2 separate regions of the Hordeum vulgare genome follow, and region 2 is linked to region 1. A link is a contact called in public Hi-C data. All regions are on one chromosome and are shown on one strand. The core of a region is the stretch at or near the end of the contact, and the rest is flanking DNA. Distances in the headings are between cores, read along the strand shown. Region 1 holds the start of LOC123451957 (aspartate--tRNA ligase 2, cytoplasmic). Region 2 holds the start of LOC123395545 (sodium/proton antiporter 2).

Region 1 (2,700 bases), core at 46-2,545:
TCCATGCTAGGATATGGCTGCACCACCGCCGTCGCCCACCACCCACAAGCATCACCCAGCCCCAAGGTTTCCAAAGCGGCGCCTTCAAGAAGGGAATGACGCCGTGAGCGTCGCCGCCCTCCAACAAAGTTAGGACTTTCGCCAGGGAGACCTAGGGGAAGGGGAAGTGAGGGGATCAGTCCATGCCGACGCTTCCAAGGAGGGGAACGACGCCCTCAGGCGTCGCCGTCGACGCGGCCGGTCAGGGATTTCGTCCGAACTAGATCCCCGTCACCAGCAGCGCCTCCTGTACAGAACCGGCGACCCAAAGAAGCGCGGCCCGACCAGGCTAGTTCGCACGCCGGACATGGGAGGAGGGGATGCGCCAGATCGCGCGCACCGACCACCGCAGAAGCCGCCGTCGGCCTCCAACGACCACTGAATCCCGCCGCTCGTGCGGCTCGGACGCCAGATCCACCGCCCGCACGGCTGCTAGCTTGCCGTGCCTCGTCCATGAAGCCGCCGCTCCAGATCCAAAGTTTCCCATGCAGAGGCAGGGCAGCCAAGGCCCCGCCGCCACGATCCTTGGCGCCCCGGGCTTGCCCGGCGGCTGCCTCACGCGACGGCGAGGAAGGGAGGGGGAGGGAGTTGGGTGGCTAGGGTTGGGAGGGGGAGGGATGGGGAGTTATGCTAATTTGGTCTGCCCCGGGCTTGCCCGTTTATCTATGTTGTGCTAGTAACTTCACCACTTCAACAAGGTTACTAAATGATATGTGTTACATGTAACCAAATACCACACACTCTACATCTACCTAGAAGATGCCATCAACTAAACACCATGCGTGCCCCCCTCTCCGTGCAATATTTTTTTTATAAAAGGGGCGAGTCAGGCTGCAAGTGGACCCGGGCGAGAAACACGATATAAATACCCCACCCTCGTGAGAATCAACCCGACTTGCGTGAAACACAAAACTGTGGTGCAAATCCATGGGGAGCTTCATTCCACGGCCGTCGTCGCGGTCAAAACCGTGGTGCTACCCCGGGAGACCAATGAACCCAGCACGATCCCGTGAGCAAGACAAGTGCGTTGCTTCCTCGTCAAACTTCGCCACGTACCGCCCACAGCAAAGCCAAACTGAATCTATGAATACCGGGTAACGACGACACATTCTACCAATACCATTTCCGGGCAAGAAGTTGTTGCTTCGCGTTCACATGTTTCTCAGAAAGAATTGACCTGAATTCTTTAGGTTCCTTTTCCGGGGGCCGCCAAAGCCTATAGAACGTCAGACGGGCTGGGCCGGTAGGCTTACACACCAACCTGAAGTTAAGCCCGGTCCATCGAGGGCGTCCGGTCGTCAAGGTCACCCCGTCCACCACCATCCCACCAGACCACGCTAAACCCTATTCCTGTTTCCCCTCGCCGCCAGCCCGCCACCGCCGCGATGTCGTCGGAGCCCGCGCCCGCCTCTGCCTCCACGGAGGAGCTCGAGGCTGACCTGTCCGCCGCGACCATCAGCAAGAAGCAGCTAAAGAAGGACGCGCGGAAGGCGGAGAAGGCCGGGAAGGCGTCGCAGCGCCAGCAGCAGCAGCAGCCGCAGGCGGAGGAGGCCGACCCCTTCGCGGCCAACTACGGCGATGTCCCCGTCGAGGAGATCCAGTCCAAGGTCATCTCCGGCAGGACCTGGACCGACATCGGCGACCTCGACGAGGCCGCCGCGGGCCGCTCCGTGCTCATCCGCGGCTCCGCGCAGACGCTGCGCCCCGTCAGCAAGAAGATGGCCTTCGTCGTGCTGCGCCAGAGCATGAGCACCGTGCAGTGCGTCCTCGTCGCCAGCCCCGACGCCGGCGTCAGCACGCAGATGGTGCGCTTCGCCACCTCCCTCAGCAAGGAGAGCATCGTCGATGTCGAGGGCATCGTCACCCTCCCCAAGGAGCCCCTCAAGGCCACAACACAGCAGGTCAGTCATGTGGGCCATTTTGCTTGTTTCTCGTCATCGGTAGCAACCATCATTCGCATTGTTAGATGGTGGTTTTGTAACCTTCCTTATTCGATTCGAATTGTTGTCGCCTAATTTAGAATGTGAAGTGCATGCTCATTACAATTTCTGTTTGTTTGTGTGTTATAGTGTGCCTACCTCATCAATTGTTTGTGTGTTCGCTTTGACGGGCAGGTTGAGATCCAGGTTAGGAAGGTCTACTGCATCAATAGGGCGATCCCCACACTTCCGATCAACCTTGAGGATGCGGCCCGTAGTGAAGCAGAATTCGACAAGGCTGAACAAGTACGTCCGTTGCAAATTCTTTTCATTCGCCTTCTTCCTCTTTGCAGGAGGTCCCAGCTTTTGCTCTATGATTCTTATCCTTGCCATGGTTACAGAATGGAGAGAAGCTGGTACGAGTTCTTCAGGACACACGCTTGAACTATCGAGCTATCGATCTACGGACACCTGCGAATCAAGCAATCTTCCGCATCCAATGCCATGTTGAGAACGTGAGTATTATTAGTCCTTGTTTATACCGACCGACTGTTACCATTCATGCAGTAAGGCATGCTGCTGTAACAAATAGCATGTTCTGTTACGGCTAGCACCGCGTGCGCTGTTATTATTATTATTATATAAAAGAAGGTCCGGTCACCTGTCATTCTTTCATCTTAGTATCTCCATCTACCAGCAAAAGGCATCTTGCACAAACCTGTATTTAACATGCAGCATGAGA
Region 2 (2,700 bases), core at 157-2,656, 140 kb after region 1:
AAAGTTGAGACAGTTATTTTGGGACAGAGGGAGTATATGATACCACCTAAGTTACTCCCAGTATGGCCAGCCTTATAAGAGCATCTCTAGTAGAACCCTCAAACCCTTAAATCTAAAACCAGTTTTAAGGATTGAGAATTGACCATTTTTGACACTTTTAAGGGTTGAAAAATAGGGGCAAAGACTAGAACCCTCAAACCCAACCCTTATAACGGAATATTCCGTTATAAGGGTTGGGTTTGAGGGTTCTAGTCTTTGCCCCAACCCCAACCCTTAAAACTGTCATTTGGCATTGCACAATTTTCAGTAGAAAAACATAATAAACCTTCAAACAAACAATTTGACATAGCACAATTTGGCATAGCAGATTTAAAAGCCAACTAATCAAGAATAGGCATGTTCCTAGGATTGAAGGTAATCAATTATGTACTGATTCTGACAAATCTGATAGATTAACACTTGTTTGCAGATATTTGGCCTGATGCAGAGCATGACCACTGATTGATCTGAACAGAAAGTGACTTAAACAACATGCATTTGGTGGCAACATGTCCAGCATGATCAAATATTCAGATTGGCAGAATGAAATCGACAGTTTTCAGGGAGAATCACTGGAATTCACCACGCCATACTAAAAGCTGCAGCTGTCATTTTGGTGCCACTGCAAGCAAACGGAAACCTGAAGGCTTTGAACTTCTGAATAAGCATTTCCACTAGCAGATAGAAAGCCCAACACCGAACATGTTCCGAGATGGCATAATGAAACGGCTTCTGTGATCCACCCACCAGTAATACTTCTTGCAACGAGGCGCAATGCTTCAGACATCAGTAATGAACCTGAACGCCGCGCCTGCACCATCGGATACTAGCAGCAGCAGTTGGATGATCCACGACTGCAGGACGGGGGTGGGGGCGGGGGCGGGCGGGGCGGGAGCAGCGGCGGCCGGGGCGGGCGGGGGCGCGACGGCGGGAGGAGCTGGGGAGGCGGAGGGCGGCGGGGCGCGGCGGGGCGACGGCCGGGGCGCGGGGGGCGGCGGGGCGGCGGCCGGAGCGCGGAGGGCGGCGGGCTGGCGGTGGCCACTGCGGCTTCCTCCCGCGCGGGGGAACCAACTACCTCCCGCGCGATGTGGGAAAATGAGTGCGGGTTGGGAGGAGTTTTTCCTCCCAACCCTCACTTCTACACGCTGGGAAGGGTTTTGAGGGTTGGACCTTTAATTTTTTTACGATTTTAATGATTTAAGGGTTCTATTTTAAAAGTTTAAGGGTTTAAGGGCTACTAGAGATGCTCTAACAAACTCTAAATACAAATGGAGCCGGGACCAGCCAAAGGACGTATCAGTTTGTCTTGTCCGGATACGAATTCCGTCAATCCATTTCCCATCTGAACTGCCGGACCCACACGCACTGGTTTCTCATCCATCTTCCATCCATTCGATTCGGCGGCCACTCCGCAAAACCCCCACTGGCAATGGCGCTCTCCTACTCGCTCGCCGGCACCCGAGCAGCCTCCCCCTCCCTCCCCTCCTTCCCCTTACTCCGCCGCCGCAACCACCACCGTCTGCCGCCCCTTGCCACAACCGCGCTCCAGCTCCCTTCCACCCAGCGATGGCGCCGCTCGCTCCGCTTCTGCGCCTCCTCCCCCTCCTCGTCGCCCCCGCCGCCCGTGCCATCCGAGGACGAGGAGCCCATGGACTACGAGGTAGTGTGATATGGCATCGACTTACATTTTAACAGATTGTTTTCCATGCTAGCGCGGTTCCGAGTTCTCTCACAGAATGTGCAAACTGCGCGCCTCAAGAGCAAAACATTCGTTTCACATATGCTTTGTTTGAATAAATTGGTATACAATGTAAGATTATTCATTATTGCCTCCCCGTGAAAGAAATATAGGATCACTGCCAAAATAAACATGGCAACAAAACCCGAAGAACCTGCCTTTAGGTCAGCTGTTGATCTGAGCTTCGGTTGGTCAGCCTCTAAATGCATCTCGCACAAAATCACTTATATGAATGAACACTATAATTGGCTAATAAACAGGTTCGGTCAAAACATGGCTGCAGTAAATAGCATGTTACATAAATTCTACATATTGCTGGTAAGTGCACTGCAATATGTAGTTCCGAAAAATGAAAACGAATGTAGAAGCATTTTTTTTTCCTTCACTTTGGTTGCTATTTCCTGACATCTCCAAGTTTATGAAATGCTAGCTTGATAGTAGTCATTTTACTCTGGTTCTGCGGCAACTACTAGCAAGTTGGAACATCATACTTTTCTGAGGGAGGAGTACCATATGGTTTTGCAAATCTCTCCTTTGTTCCAAAATCGACTCCTAATGCAGAATAATAATAGATTCATGTAACCACTAGTCCACTAGAATTATATTATATCCATTAGATCAAACTTAACTAAAATATTAACACTTTGATCTAAAATGCTCAAGTTTCTTTGGTTAGGTACCTTTAAGTTTAAGTGATGGAAGTCTATAAGATCATCCGTAATGTTCTTCTTATGGAAACTCACATTTGTATGCCACCTTTCTGAGACTATAGAAATAGTTTGGGAATGGTTTCTTTAGTGTTATTTTTTCGAGAAAACGCAAAGAGCCTTGCGTTTCTTTGTATTGAAAAGAAGGGAGATTACATCCTCCTAAGAGGTGGTTACAACATTGTTACATGGTGGTTTAGTGGACATCCCAGGATG

What was found. Hi-C and Micro-C count contacts between places; a contact is called where the count stands out from the background.
Region 2: a contact with region 1 is called in a Hi-C map of leaf, with 3 times the contacts expected there. The contact joins the promoter of LOC123395545 here to the promoter of LOC123451957 in region 1. A contact is called at or near these places in 3 of 6 Hi-C or Micro-C datasets (leaf and seedling) and 1 of 1 datasets of contacts at active chromatin or transcription factors (embryo).

Annotation. Positions count from the first base shown.
Region 1 is chr5H:346,936,809-346,939,508 of MorexV3_pseudomolecules_assembly, forward strand. LOC123451957 (aspartate--tRNA ligase 2, cytoplasmic) reads left to right here and starts at 1,296. Exons shown (of 10, transcript XM_045128527.1): 1 at 1,296-1,940; 2 at 2,154-2,264; 3 at 2,360-2,473. The coding sequence starts at 1,425.
Region 2 is chr5H:347,072,933-347,075,632 of MorexV3_pseudomolecules_assembly, forward strand. It overlaps LOC123395545 (sodium/proton antiporter 2), which reads left to right and starts at 1,407. Exons shown (of 10, transcript XM_045090557.1): 1 at 1,407-1,699. The coding sequence starts at 1,469.